Linked DNA regions of Mus musculus: all the other regions are linked to region 1. A link is a contact called in public promoter capture Hi-C data. All regions are on one chromosome and are shown on one strand. Each heading gives the region's core, a stretch centred on a gene start, on an enhancer-like site or on the middle of the called end of the contact. The rest is flanking DNA. Distances are from core to core; before and after follow the strand shown. Region 1 holds the start of Ttll3 (tubulin tyrosine ligase-like family, member 3). Region 2 overlaps Irak2 (interleukin-1 receptor-associated kinase 2). Region 3 holds the start of Ghrl (ghrelin).

Region 1 (5,049 bases), core at 1,129-3,628:
CTCTATGCCATTATCCCTGTCACACAGGGGCTAGGTGAAGTAGTTGATCTCTCTACCTTCTGTTTAACTTGTGTATGCTGGCCATCTGTACTGACATCCAGTCCTACTTTGACAAAACTCAGTTCCAGGAAAAATGAGGTCTGTCTGCAGACAGGCCGATGAGAGTGGTGTACCTAGTTGGAAGAGGGGGGTATGGGGCTTACAGGAGAGGTTGTCAGGGAAAGCTTAGAAAATATTTGGCCTTGAGCCAGGTATGGTGGCTCACACTTGTAATTCTAGCTCTTGGAAATTGGAGACAGGAGGACTTTTGAGTTCTAGGCCATACTGGAAGTACACTGTCTCAAAATAAAGAGTATATGTGAGAGAGGAAGGGTGCTTTTTGGATAGGCAACAGAATATTTGCTGGGGTTTGGGGAGTTTCCCTGTGTTGGGATTGAACCCAGGGTCTTGAGCATACCGTGCAAACCTACCACCAGGCTATATCACCAACCGCCAGAAGGGTCTTTTGAAAAGATCAAGTAAAGGAAGGAGGGGTGGGGACTGCTTGACTGGTTACCATGCCTTTATGACACTACCTCTGTGACCTGCCTTATTGAATTAGTTTGGTCCTTTGCGGTACCTGGCTTTCTTTATTCTAGTTTTGTAGTTACTGTTAGAGGTACTCCTGGTGAAGGTGGGAGATCAGGAGGAAATGGCAGCTGGTCACTCAACCCTCAAAAGACATCCTTATTCTGGTGAGCCAGCTAAAATCCTCCTTTGTCATGGATTATCTCCCAAGGTCCAAAGTCCCTAAAACCAGATTTGCACGCTGAGAACAGACCAGATTGCTGCCAACCAACCAATTCTCCTGGGAAATTCCATTAACTAGGCAATATCTGTGATTGGGTTTGGCTGGACAGGCCGGGGTCGGGGAACCACCTTCACTCCAAAGGCACATTTGCTGACAGCTGGCTTCTTGGACTGCTTGAATAGACACTGGTAGAATTGACCTCTAAAACTCCATTTGATGCTTCTGAGCCTCCTTCCCCCCCAACACACACACAGCAAGCTCAAGTGGCTGAACATGTAGCTCAGTTGCTAGACTGCCATGAATTCTATCCCAACACAGGCATGGGCGCAGTCTAGTTGAAAGTCTGCCTAGGGTAAATGAGACCCTGTCTCAAAGGTGTTGGAATCAGAACTCTGGACTGGGCTTGGCTGTGCTGAGACAAGTTTTGTACTGACTTGGAGTCCTGATGTTTACATTTTCTGTGAGTTCCTTGGTCACTTACAGACTTGGCCAGAGTGAAGCATAACTTCTGCGTCTTTCCATTTCTTCAGTTGGTAAAAGTGATTTATTTTTACTTTTTCCAGTTAGTGGAAGAGGCGGAATGTGCTCTGACCCTTATCTTTGTCATCCTATACACAACCTTGGCTTTATTATTTATCCCCAAAGACTTTACGCCACCTGCAGCCAGGCCTGCAAGGCTTATCTGCTGCCCTTACCAGGTCCAAGCCTCACCAGCTGCCTTTAATTTCTCCAAGAAAGATTCCCAGCCTCTAGTTGGCATGATGGTACACACCTTTAATCCCAGTAGAGACAGGCAAATCTCTCTACAGACTGAGTTCCTGGACAGATGAGACTACAGAGAGATCTTGTTTTGAAAACTAAAAAGAAAAAGATCCTTCGCCACTATGGGGCAGTTGCTGAGACTCTATAAACATTCACTGCTAGAATGTGCTTCCATCTCTTTCCTTGGTGGTTCCTATCGCCTTTGCATTTCTGCCTTCAGCTTAACTGAGAGGATATGCCTGACTACCTTACCTTCAAGAAGACCTTTCCCAGTTTCAGCTCACTGCTTTTCCCCTGTGCTTAAACCAACACCTTTTCTTTTCTTTTCTTTTCTTTTCTTTTCGAGACAGGGTTTCCCTGTATAGCCTTGGCTGTCCTGGAACTTACTTTGTAGACCAGGCTGGCCTCGAACTCAGAAATCCACCTGCCTCTGCCTCCCAAGTGCTGGGATTAAAGGCGTGCACCACCACCGCCCGACTTTTTATTTCTTTTGCTGGCTTTCTCCACACTCTGTAAGCTCTGTGAGATTGGGGTCCACTTGACAGCCCTTACCCCGGAGCCTCAGTGTGTGAGCCAAAGCACAGATAAGGAGCTCTGATGGTTTGCCCGAGTGCTTGGTTCTTCCATCCTCAGTGCCTGGCAAATCAAGAGTATGTGGCAAGTAAGGTCCAGAGCCAAGATCACTACGAAAAAAACCTTATTCGACTTCCCTAAGGCCACCACGCAGCTATCGAGGCCTCCACAGAGTCTGATTGTGCCTGGGCAACAGTCTCCTAGGAGACGGGAAACAAGAGGACGGGGCCCGAGAGGGCGCCAGGGCTGAGGCGCACTGTGGGGCACTGCGAGCTGGCTAAAGGCGCATGCAGGGTGTCAGCTCGGCGCTTCTCCTGAGCGCGGGGCAGCTGGGGCCCGGGGCCGCCTGGTACCGCCAGGAGGGCAGCTCCGAGTGTAGCTGGCTCCGGAGGTCGCAGCCATCCGAGCTCCGCACCAATTTCTCGTCCCGCTGGCCCTGGCCGCGCAACTCCGAGTCCCGGCGGTCTGAGAGGCTACAATGGCCTGGTCCCGCCTCCGCCAAGCCGGAGGTGGCGAGCTGTGGCGACAGCCGTCGGGATTACAGCTCATTGCCTGCGCGCCACCTAAGCAGCGCTCGCGAGTCGTCCATGCCCGGTGCTCTGGGCACTGTGAACCCCCAACCCGTCCGCACCCTGGTCCCCCCGACCCTGGATGAGCCCCTTCCTGATGCCCTACGGCCGCCTGATGGTGAGGCGCAGAGTGGCCCACCACCCCTGACACCCTATCGGCTTCAGGCAGAGGCCGCGAGGGTGGAAGGGATGGGGAATCTGCAATGCATTGGAGGTTGGGCGTCTGGATATAGGGTGGGGACAAGGGAGGGCGGGCACCTGAAGTCAGAGAAGTCCCTGGGCCAAGCCTCTAGCTTTGTGTTCCTGCTCTGCATCTCTCTGCAGATTCCCTACTCCTCTGGCGAGGACTCACCAAGGGACCTAACCACATGGGCCGACTCAGAAACGCCAAAATCCACGTAGAGAGAGCCGTCAAGGTTGGAGGGGATGGAGTGGTGGTGGTGGTGGTGGTGGCGGCGGCTACACTTACTAGTTTGTCATATCCTTAAAAAATAAATCCATAAAAGACAAACACCCACACACCCCTCTGCATTTGTATGCTTCTGTAAGTGACCCCCACCTCCATCCTCAGCCTTTCCTCAGAGCCATAGTCTTGGCTGAATTGTCACTACTCGGGGATCTTCTCCCTATCTCCCTCAGCCCCTTTCCCTGCCTTCTATCCCATTCCCACTGAGAAATTACTATCATCTTCTACCCTGGTGCCCAGCCAAGTCCTTGAAACCATTAAACTGCTTTCTCCTATTGGAATATTTATTACCTTGTGTTACAAATGGGCCCCACATCCCACCCCTGGCTGAATGGCTGGCTGGCTGGCCACACTGGTTTCCCTTGCTTGCTCCTTGGTCTCTGCCTCTTAAGATTTTCCAGATGTTCATGATCCCCTGGGTCCCTCTCCACAGGCCTCTCTCCTTGAGCTTGGGAGTCCAAGGTCACACTATGCCCTGTACTACTCTTTTTTTGCCTCCAACCCCCTCTGCTCTCCAACCCTGGAGATCCAGCCATCGGTTGGATGTCTCAACCCAGACAGCATGCAACCAGAAATCCATTCTTCCAGTCTCTTCCATCCATCAGCAGACTTATCCAACATCCACACCTCCAAAATTAGTCTCAGGACTAGCACCTCCTCCCCAGTGTTCAGGGTTCCCCCTTCATTCTGACTCCTGCAGTCCTTCAGACCATGGCAGCCTTCTGAGCCCCTGGGGCTGCCCCCCTCCTGCATGGATTCTCTATACAGTTGCGTGCAAACTTCCCAAGTCTCTACTTACTTCCTCCCTTATCCTGCTGTCTCTTTCCTCTTACATAAGATGTGAGGCCAAATGTTTGGGTCCCTGGGGCCCTCCACAGTCCAGTCACACTCCCTGTAATCTTGGGAGCTCTTATTTTTTCAGACTTCACTCTCCTTGGCCTCTCAGTTCCTTCTGACTTCCTGCTCGCCTTGGGACCTTGGCACATGCCACCTCACTCTGCTTGAACTGCCGTTTGCTCGGCTCTGCGTTCAATGGCTCGCTCCCAGTTTGCCTTGACCATGTATTCCTCTGGAAGCTGGGAGTAGCAGTATTAGAATGTATGCTTAACATGTACAAGGCCCTGGTCTCAGTTCCCAGCACCAAAACAGAAAGGAAGACATCTCTGCTCTGTCCCTTGACTAGGGTGTGATCTTGGAGAAAATGTTTAGCCTCTGTGTGCCCCCAGCATGTAATGAAAATGCAAACTGTTCCTAGTGGTGCATGTAACTGCTTCCCACATAACAGGTGCTCAGGAACTATAAGCTATGTGTGTTTCTTTTTCTCTTTGTTTATAAGCTGCCTCCTACTGGGATACCAAAATTCCCTGAAGGCAGACATCCTGTCTGGTTCACCATTGCCTCCCAATATGTCTGATGCTGAAGCAAGTTACTGCCTCTCACCTTACAGCAGAAGAAGATCTTTATGATTCATGGCCGATACCCAGTGATCCGGTGTCTCTTGCGTCAGAGGGGCTGGGTAGAGAAGAAGATGGTGCATCCCCCAGGCACAGCCCTGCCAGCACCCCAGAAGGATCTCGATAGCTCCATGCTGGGTGATAGCGATGCCACGGAGGATGGTGAGTAGGTCCCTTCTTATCCACGAGCTGTCCTTCTTAGTCCCTCTCCTTTGCTTCCCACTGGTCCAGGGTTGAGACCTTAAAGGGCTGTGGGGCATAGACACAGTTCCTCCACCAGTCATCCTTCACGTCCGCAGAGGATGAGGAAGAGAACGAAATGTTTCGGGAGTCGCAGCTGTTGGACTTGGATGGTTTCCTGGAATTTGATGACCTAGATGGGATACATGCTTTGATGGTGAGGACTCTGGGGGTCAGTAAGTAGAAGACGGGGGT
Region 2 (4,721 bases), core at 13-2,512, 290 kb after region 1:
TGGGAATGTGACCCGAGATGCACAGTTTGTTGCCTGCAGCCAAACTCAGACTGTTGCGCTCAGGGCTTTGCATGTGCCTTCCTCCCTGTCTTGAACTCTGTCCTTCCTCTCTGTGACCACAGTCTTCTGTCTGTTCACATCTGCCTCTGGAGCCCTCACCAGGCCGCCTTCTGCCCTCAACTGGACCTCTGTGTCCCAGATTCAGTTTCCTTCTGCCCCTGGCTGGCCACTCTGCTGGCTCCCATTTTCCCCATTTGATCCCCCCCTAGAGTTTCCTGTGAGTGTGTCGGTGAGGCTAAGCAGCCCTACTTGGAGAACCAGTGGCTCTCTGGGAGAGGAGGCAGAGCGAGTTCTAGGGGAACCTAGGCAATTTAGGAAGACTATATCTCAAAACAAACAGAACAGAATAAAGCAAATGAAAACAAAGATTGAAATAAGTCAAAACAAAGCAATAGGGCAGACCCTCCAACTACCAGGCAGTATGGCCTAGTGCAGTCCAGGCACTTCCGCCATCTAACACCTGCCCACCCCATGTTTGGGCCTCAGTTTTGCCTTCTGGAAAGTGGGGTGTTAGTGGTGCTTATAGAGTAGTAATGGGGCTGGATGTGGTGGCAAATACCTTTAATGTCAGCACTCAGAAAGCAAAGGCAGGTGATCTCTGTGGGTTCAAGACCAGCTTGGTCTACAAAGTGAGTTCCAGGGCAGTGAGGGCTCTATAGAGAGACTTGTCTCAAATAAGTAAATAAGTAAGTAATTAAGTAAGTAAATAAATAAATAAAATTTAAAAAGAGTGTAATAGGATGTGTATATATGGGTATTGTAGTATTAGTGTGAGTGTGTGCATGTGTGCATGTTTGTGCCTATGTGCATGTGTGTGTGCATATGCATGTGCATGCGTGCATGTGTGTGCAGGTGTGCACATGCCATACTGCATATGGAGGTCAGAGAATAACTATCTGGAGTTGTGGCCTTTCTCCTGCCACCTTGTGGGATTGAACCCTAATAGTCTGGCCTGCACGCCAGTACCTCATCTTGCCCGCTGTTGTCTCAGTGTTTTTATGCTCACTAAGTGACCCTTGTCAGAGACTTGTTCCTTCCGGAATCACATGGCTGAGACAGAGGAGATGTCTATCTCCTGATTTGTTTTCCTCTGTTCCTTCCTGCAAGGACCTTGCTGACTGCCTCTTCTCAACTGACTGTAGACCCTTTTCTATGGAGTGCTCTGTGCTGCCCCCTCCTGGCCACTGTTGTCACGCTCCCCGTGAGCAGGGTAACCTCAGTGCCTAACCTGTGGTTTACTGCTCTAACTTGTTGCAGGAGGGTGTGGGAGAGACACCATTGCTGTTCATCTTGCAGCATAGCTGCTCTACCCCACGTGACACATGCAGATTCTGGCCCAAGTTTCAGTTCCCAACCCTGGGACTCACTTCTTGTGCAGAGCTGGACTTCCAGTCCAGGCTTCTGTGTCTGTCTCCCATGTCTGTAGTTTTATTTTTTGTTTGTTTGTTTGTTTGTTTGTTTTTTGAGACAAGAGTTTCTTTGGGTAGCCTTGGCTATCCTAGAACTAGCTCTATAGGCCGGACTGGCCTGGAGCGGGTAGAGATCCACCTGTCTCTGCCTCCTGAGTTCTGGGATTTAAGGTGTGCGTCACCACCACCTGGCTCACTCCTGAATCTTTTACACTGCTGAGAATCTCATGAACAGGAATGGCAGGCTTGCTCTTCGCACAGGTACAAATCACAGTTTCCCACTTGGGTGTTGGCTCAGGGCTGTGTTCCTCTGTGAGTGAGTAAAGTAGGTGGGGGTGGGGAATCCTGGTAGGGTGGCAAGACAATCAGGAACTCAAGGCCACCCTCAGCTACAGAGTAATGTCAAAAGACCCTTGTCTTAAAAAAAAGAAAAACAAAAAAAACAAAAAAACAAAAACAAACCAAAAAAAACCAACCCAAACCAAACAAAAACAAACAAACAAACAAAAAACCAAGAAAAGGGCTGGGCAGTGGTGGCGCACTCCTTTAATCCTAGCACTTGGGAGGCAGAGGCAGGCTTATTTCTGAGTTTGAGGCCAGCCTGGTCTGCAGAGTGAGTTCCAGGACAGCCAGGACTACACAGAGAAACCCTGTCTTGAAACAATCAATCAATCAATCAAACAACCAAACCAAACCAAACCAAAACAAGAAAAAGGGGCTGCAACATGGCTCAGTGGGAAAAGGTGCTTGCTGCCAAGCCTGACAACCTGAGTTCCAGTCCGGGGACCCACGCAGTGGGAGGTGAGCTCCAGTTCTCACAAGTTGCTCTCTGACCTCTGTGCAAGTGCCATGGCGGGTGAATACCAACACACACACACACACACACACACACACACACACACACACTCAATAAATAAATAAATTATTATTTATTTTATTTACTATTATTATTAAATAATAATAGTATTAACAGTAATAATATCAGAAAAGATGAAGCCTTTGTCATTGTCTAAGTCTTTTGCTGACTGTGTGTGTCAACTCTGTGTTCTCTCCTACCCAGGTATTGGCCGAGGTCCTTACCGGCATCCCTGCGATGGACAAGGACCGCAGTCCAGTTTACCTGGTAAGAGATCCAGTCACTTCGGGTTGGTTGGCTGGTATCCTTGGGCACACGTCCATGTGGGCAGGGAGGGCCTTGCCCACCACATGCAAAGTTCTCAGGCCTCAGACCAGAGCTCTTGGCATCCATGACATCTTCCCACACTGCCATTTTAGAAGCACAGCAACTGGCGCTGCCGTGTGTATGCAACTGCTAAGCCTCATTCTAGCCTTAGTTTTCTTCTTCTTTTCTTTCTTTTCTTTTCTTTTTTTTTTTGTGTGTGGGGGGTATGTATATCTGTGAGGGGATTGATCTTACATTATGGTCTAGGATGGCTTTGAGTTCTTGGTCATCCTCCTGCCTCTGCCTATTTTTGAGTTCTGGGATTACAGACTTGTGCCACACAGTCAGCTGCAGCCCTCTGAGTGAGCCTTTTCCTCTGTTTCAGCCTGCCTTCCTTTCTTTGGTGAGTCCTTGCTAATCAAGTCGGGGGTGGGGTGAGGGTGGGGTTGTCCTTACCCCTCCCCTCCCCCTACCTCCAATTGCCTTTTTTTTTTTTTGGTGGGTTTTTCGAGACAGGGTTTCTCTGTGTATCCCTGGCTGTCCTGGAACTTACTTTGTAGACCAGGCTGGCCTCGAACTCAGAAATCCGCCTGCCTCTGCCTCCCGAGTGCTGGGATTAAAGGCATGTGCCACCACGCCCCAGCTCTGATTGACATTTTGTCCTGTGGTTTCACTCACTAGTCGCTCGCTCTAATTTTCCTTCACATTTCCTGGGTCCTGGGAGTTGGCTCTTGAGCCTCTCCTGGGTTCCTGGTTGATGCTTTTGTCAAGGACACTTTGTCCTAGCCTGTACACAGCCCTGACAATAGAGTCAAGCTCCCCACACTGTGAACTCACTGCCAGTAGCAGATGCTGTTGCTGGCTACAAATAAGATCTTTCTTCCCTGGAGGGTCTCAAGGGCGGGGCTCTGGGAACTGCCTCTGGATCCCCTTTCTTTGTGGTAACTTGTCTCTCTCTGCAAACCACTCATGTGCTTTCGCTGTTACAAGCCTATTTCTTCTTCCTCGACTGCTCGGGGTTAAGGCTAAGTTTCCCCAAAGATAAATAGTTAAAAGCTCATGCTTTTCTGGACCCCAAGTGAGTGCCAGAAGCGCCATGGCACCCTTAGCCATCTTTACTTCTAGGTATTGAATCTCTGATGGTGTCAGGCATGTTGTGTTCCCAGATTCTGAAACTCCCGCTGAGATAAAATTCTATTGCCCAGCTAGCCTTGAACTCCTGGGCTCAAGCGATCTTCGTGCCTTAGCTTCCAGTGACCAGGAACCATAGGTCTAATGACACCACACTTGCCTCATTTTTATCTTTTAAATTGTTTTTAATTCTTCTTTTATATTACATCCCCAACTGTAGTTCACCTCCCCCATCCCTTCCAGTCCCACCTACCTCCTCTCTCCCAAAACCACTTATCCTCAATTTCCCTTGGAAAAATAAAACAAAAAACGTCCCAGCAGGCCTCCCAGGGATATCAACCGAACAAGACTATAGCAACATGATTTAATAAGACTAGATGCAAACTGTAATGGCAAGGTTGGATGAGGTAACCTAGTGGGAGGAAAAAGGGTCCCAAGGGCAGGCAAGAGAGTCAGAGATAGCCCTCACTCCCACTGTGAGGAGACCCACAAGCACACCAAGCTACACAAGCAAAAGGTATATAATATGCAGAGGACCTAGCACAGACCCATGCAGGGTCCGTGAAAGTGACTTCAGTCTTAGTAAGCCCCCTGTCAGCCCAGCTTAGTTGATTCTGTGAACCCTGTTTCCATGGTCTCCTCAACCCCTTTGTCTCCCACAATTCTTCTGCCCCCTTCTTCTGTGGGGTTTCCCTGGCTCAGCCTAGTGTTAGGCATCTGTTCCCATCAGTTGCTGGATGTGACTCTCTGGTGATTGTTGGGCAGGCATTGGTCTATGACTATAGCACAATATCATTAGGAATCATTTCATTGACTTTTTTTTTTAGCCAGTTGTGTTTGGAGGCAGATGAAGGCCTTGTAGAGGAAGGGTTGGCTGAGTGGGTGACTAGAGTGGACCAAGGGACAGAGACTAGGTAGGGATGCATTCTAGATGGCAAAACCAAGCCTCACTATGTAAC
Region 3 (4,982 bases), core at 1,424-3,923, 330 kb after region 1:
ATGCTGGAAATAGGCCTCAGCACAGCCTCACAGTTAGAGGACTGAGGCTCAGATGGGGCCTGACAGCTAGCTAACACAATCCCTGGAACACAGGGCTGTGGAAGATGGACCTGGCTATCCAGCTTTCCTGGGTTGCTACACACCCAGCTCAACACCCTTCCCCACAGATAGTCAGGAAGATTAGAACCTCAGGAGTGGGGCTAGGGGAGAAAATTTGTATCATTCATAAAATAGGTTAAGCTCCATTTCAGATTGACTCACCTTTGACCTCTTCCCAGAGGATATCCTGAAGAAACTTCCCCAGGGCCCGGCCATGCTGCTGATACTGAGCTCCTGACAGCTTGATGCCAACATCGAAGGGAGCATTGAACTAGAGAAAGTAGGGTTGGGAGGTCCTCAGGCCTCATCTTGTCTGCCCTGCTCCAAATGCCCCAGTCTCCCCAGGGAGGCTGTGCCATGTTAGCCATCTGGGTATCTGAGTGATTTGTGAATGTGAATCTTAGAGCCAGGAGGGTGTGCTAACTGGTCTAGTACTCTCCCGGTCCTCAGAGAGACTGTGTGACTCCCTGGTCACAAAACAGAGGTGATAGACAAGGATTTAGAAAGTAGGATTCTTCCTGAATTCTGCCCAGCTCCCCAAGTCCTTGGTTAACATGGGCACTGACTGTCAGGCTGCTAGGCACCATATCTATCGACTAGTCTTCTACAGAAGATGGTAGCCAGTTCCTCTGTAGTTTGTTTTGGCCTCCAGGAAATACAATACTGTAGGGAGCAATATGGATGTGTGTGCTCGCGTTATGCCCTTTTTTTGTGGACCTACTGGGCCCTTCTAACCTACCTTAGCAAATGCTAATTTTTTCTTCTCACACTCCATTGTTCAGGGCAAACTGGTCAGATCATCTAACTGCCAGAAGTGGCAACATTCCAGGTTCTTACACAACATGGAAAAGTGCCCTTTTCTTTGAATCAGGGCCCATATGTTTAGTGGGTACAGGTGGTTGGCATTCTGCCTCTAGACCTGATTTTGGGGGGGAAAAAAAAACTTGGGAAAGAGGTGGAGATTCAGGTGTGAGGGTAAGCAGGGTCACATTCTGCGTCCAGTGTGCTACAGTGCCATGTGCTCTGTACTCACTTTGCAGGCCACATGTTTGGTTTCTGTTGAGTATCACAGAAACTAGGAAATGCTGTTAATCCTAGCCGTGTGTGTGTGTGTGTGTGTATGTGTGTGTGTGTGTGTGTGTGTGTGTGTGTGTGTGTGTGTGTGTGTGTGTGTGTGTGTGTGTGTGTGCTCTTCCCTATGAGAACTAAGTACAGCGCTCTTGAGGCTGGGGGGCTACCTGCTCAGTGTGGTCATGGGTTGTCTCATAAGACTGTTAGTGAAGGAGCCTTGGTGAGTCAGGAAGTAGTTTTAAGTGTCACATTTCCTGTGGAGCAAGGGTTTGAGAAGGAGCCTAAGCTGGAGAGAGGGTGAGAGAGCAGGCGTTTAGTGATCTTGGCATTTGTCCTTGACCAGAGAGGAAGGTAGAAGGAGTGTAGTAAACTGACCTGATGGCCTTGGCCAAGGGAGTTGATCTTTTAACTTGTGTTTCTTATCTACAAAATTCAACAAGTGATGCCAGCTTATTTAGCTCATGGGGTCTTGTATAGAGAAGTGGTCCATGATAAAGGTAGAGAACAGGCTGGGGTGTGGCCCCTGGCAGACAGAGCACCTGCTTAGCAATTGTGAAGCCCTAGCTCGTGTCTCCTGCTTCCCAGTTTATCATGGTTGCCGTGTTTAAAGATGAAGTTGTTGCATGCAGACAGAGTATAGGGACTGGCACTGTCAGGTGCTGCTTCCATTTCCCAGGAGAATCCTAGTTGAGCTGCTGAGAGGCACCTATGGTCCCTTTAGTCCCTTCTCCCAATCCAAAGCTGTTTGTGTTTTTCCTTAGCCCATCTAAGGTTTTTCAGAGCAAGCCCAGCTCTGTTAGGCCACACGTGGGCTGGCCAGCCTAGCCTGCACTAGCCTTCCTACCTCTCCATCACCAAGGCAGGCCTGAGAGGTCCTGGGACAAACAAGGCTTTCTTCTGTTTCTGTATCCATCAGTGCTTCCTGGCTCCTGTGATCCCTCAATCTGTTTTGTTTTTGCTGCGCATGTCTGCTGCTCCCTTGCTACCCTTGAAACAGTTACCTCTTGGGATGGAGACTCTGAGCCCCTTGTGGAGCTGTTAGTGCTGGACTCTAATCCTTGAGTAGCCTGAAAAGCCAGCATATGGCTTACCCTCCATACCCCAACCCCTTTACTGTTATAAGAACATGCTGGTGCCTGGGTACCAACCCTGATCTCCAGCTCCTCCTCTGTCTCTTCTGCTTGTCCTCTGTCCTCTGGGTGGAGCCAGCCTTCCAGAGCTCGTGGCTGCAGTTTAGCTGGTGGCTTCTTGGATTCCTTTCTCTGCTGGAAAGGAAAAGAGGGTTCTCTTTCTCTCTCTCTCACACACACACACACAGATCGGGGTAGATGTGGGGGCTTAGGGAGACAGACTGACTGACCTGGGCTTTCTGGTGCTCTGGGCTCAGGAAGCTGGAGCCTGCCATGGCCATGTCCATCCAGAGCATGCTGAGTAGCAGCAAACTGCAGATGGTGCCTGAAGACAGCATGGTCTTGGTGGTGAGGACAGATGACCTGGGGGAGAGAGGGTCTTCTGGTAGCCTACTTCATCTCCATGTTATGTGCCTTAGAATTTGCTCAGGCTAGAATCCAGCAAGCTTCTAGAAGTAAGGACTGCTGGACGAAGCAAGGCTCTCTTGTCACCATCTTTCAAGGGTGGGAGCTGAAGGCTGACCTCTGCTTTTTCAATCTTTGGAGGCAGACAGAGCCTGATGTGATAGAGGGTTGTCCATTTCAGTGTTGCTTGTCCCTTGCCCTCAGGAGCCTGATGACAGAGCTAATTAGGCTGACCAGTGAGCTCACTGACACTTATGAATGACCAGTGCTGAATAATTTAGACCCCGGTGAGCTTGCATGTTCATGCATACATATATACATATATACATATATATACACACATATACAGACAGCTAAGAGAGCTTACCTGGAATGCCTGGGGATGTGGTGCCTGCTCACCGGCTTCTCCTTATATAGGAAGCCTTGTGTTTGTTCACATCCGGTAGCCTCATCTCTTGAGGCTGTGTAGTTTGTGTGGGCAGTATTGCATTCCTTGGGAACTAAGTACTCTTTTTTTCCCCTCACTGTTGAAGAACAAACAGTGGAGGACAGGTGCCAAAGTCGGGACAGTTGGCTTGGGTGGGGCACCAGCTCCTGATTCTCCATGGTCCCTGTGTGGGCTTGGCCCTGGTGGTGGATTGGCAGCTGAGCTCTGAGGTCTTGCTTAGTTGTGGTATAACCTTGGCTTGCCTCCTTCCATGTGAGATGATGTTGCCACCAGGAGAACTTGTCCAATTTTGGACAAAATTGGACAAGATTTTGTCCAATTTTGCTTTGCCACTGAGGCTGTTGTGGCTTCTGCACACCGGTCACATAGAGACCTGCTTCTGGGGTGTTCTCGAAAAAGGGCTGCACTGCCATCCCCAGGAGCAAGTGTCGGGAAAGGTGCACCTGGTGGTTACACCTTACTGCTTGTCTGTGTCTTGCTTGCGTTTGCTGGTTGATTTTGTCTTATACTGTTGGGCATAGTCCCCAGGGCCTTGTTTTTGGTAGGCAGTTCTCACTGAGCCATTCTCCAAGCCCGTTCTGGTGTTTGTTAACCTGGCAGCTTTGCCTCTCTGTTCTCTGGCAGGTATCAAGGCTCTATCTAGCACAAGGAATGCCCATTGTGGAGATGCAGATGAGATAGACCTGGTATAGGAGTCCTGCAGTATAGCTTTGACAGGAGACAGCCCTTTGGATACCTTCATGTCTTAAGAAAAATAGGGCAGGGCAGTGGCAGAGGCAGGCCGACCAGAGTGTGAGGTCCAGGACTGCTAAAGCTAACAGAGAAACTGTCTCAAAAACAAAACAAAGAAATAGGATAGCTCAAGGGCCTATGTCTTTCTGGGGCAGTGTAGGCTCCTGAAGCAGTTTTCTGACCTGTCCCTGCTGCTACGGTGTTGGCGACATTGCAGTGGCAGGCTACTCTGGATGTCTAGTTAGGGGCTGTTGCCAACAGGACAAATAATTCAGAGCCCCATGATATCCTCACCTACTGTGAAGTTTTGGAGGAGAGTGGGCTCTGTGGGATCTCTTGGTGCAGGTGAGGTGTGGGCTGGGTTGCAACTCCTGTGAGGAGATAGACCATCTGGTAGAGGTAGCTGAAATCCCAACATCATATTCATAGGCCTGTCACCCACCAGAACTTAGAAACCATTTAGCCCTGGGGCCCAGGGGTCTAAAGGTGAGGTGTTGTGGAAACACTGCGGCCCTCCAGTCTGTGAGGACAGAAAGCCTGTGCATGGTGACCAGGCATCGGCTGAAATATGAAGCTTGTCCACTCAGCCGCTGTAAGCCTTTGGAGGCAGGAGGTGCTGGTGTTGATCTTAGATAAGACCACAAATGAACAAACACAGGTTGCTAACTATCTAGAGATAACTGGAACTCTCTAGTCACATACCTTGCCATCCAGAGTAAAGGTTAGCAGGGAGGATGGTCTGGCGATGGAAGAATGGATGGAAAAGGCACCAGAAAATATCTTAACGACCTGCCCGTAGCTATGGAAGAGGAGCTGGGAAATGTACCTTCATCCTGTCAATAGGAGCTGAGAGAGATTACATGGCTCTAGAAAGGACAACACCCCATTCTTAATAAAGCCAAGACCAAAACAGGTGGATGAAATTTCAATGTATGTATTATTAGGGTTCTCTAGAGAAACAAAACCGACATAATGAACATACGTATATTAAGGGGAATTTAGTAGAGTGATTTATAGGCCAACGATGGGTGTCTCCTGACAAAAGGGCCAAGAATCCATTAGTTGCTCAGTCATGATGTGGGATGTCAGATGGTCTT

The links. Promoter capture Hi-C pulls out the DNA fragments that hold promoters and counts their contacts. Capture Hi-C pulls out chosen DNA fragments and counts their contacts.
Region 2: a promoter capture Hi-C map of embryonic stem cells shows a contact between it and region 1, with 2.8 times the contacts expected there. The contact joins the enhancer-like site here to the promoter of Ttll3 in region 1. A contact is called at or near these places in 2 of 39 promoter capture datasets (the C10 cell line and embryonic stem cells), 1 of 484 Hi-C or Micro-C datasets (CD8 T cells), 5 of 115 datasets of contacts at active chromatin or transcription factors (embryonic stem cells, extraembryonic endoderm stem cells and memory CD8 T cells) and 3 of 9 other capture datasets (adipose tissue, embryonic stem cells and liver).
Region 3: a promoter capture Hi-C map of liver shows a contact between it and region 1, with 2.3 times the contacts expected there. The contact joins the promoter of Ghrl here to the promoter of Ttll3 in region 1. A contact is called at or near these places in 3 of 39 promoter capture datasets (embryonic stem cells, liver and pre-B cells), 1 of 484 Hi-C or Micro-C datasets (bone marrow-derived macrophages), 2 of 115 datasets of contacts at active chromatin or transcription factors (embryonic stem cells and large pre-B cells) and 4 of 9 other capture datasets (adipose tissue, embryonic stem cells, liver and 1 more).

Annotation. Positions count from the first base shown.
Region 1 is chr6:113,390,085-113,395,133 of GRCm38.p6, forward strand. It overlaps Ttll3 (tubulin tyrosine ligase-like family, member 3), which reads left to right and starts at 2,379. Exons shown (of 13, transcript NM_133923.7): 1 at 2,379-2,812; 2 at 3,019-3,110; 3 at 4,608-4,776; 4 at 4,914-5,011. The coding sequence starts at 2,413. It overlaps Arpc4 (actin related protein 2/3 complex, subunit 4), which reads left to right. Exons shown (of 6, transcript NM_026552.3): 6 at 1-363.
Region 2 is chr6:113,680,204-113,684,924 of GRCm38.p6, forward strand. Irak2 (interleukin-1 receptor-associated kinase 2) reads left to right here. Exons shown (of 13, transcript NM_172161.4): 10 at 2,530-2,592. Among named protein-coding and RNA genes, the nearest start is that of Tatdn2, 14 kb to the right of the region's middle. Within about 2 kb of position 1,263, at least 72 of the 459 cell types and tissues checked have an H3K27ac peak or open chromatin away from gene starts, as enhancers often do. A contact at or near this core is called in CD8 T cells, adipose tissue, embryonic stem cells and 1 more, where this site is marked.
Region 3 is chr6:113,716,792-113,721,773 of GRCm38.p6, forward strand. It overlaps Ghrl (ghrelin), which reads right to left and starts at 2,674. Exons shown (of 4, transcript NM_001379129.1): 1 at 2,531-2,674; 2 at 2,319-2,435; 3 at 262-370. The coding sequence starts at 2,638.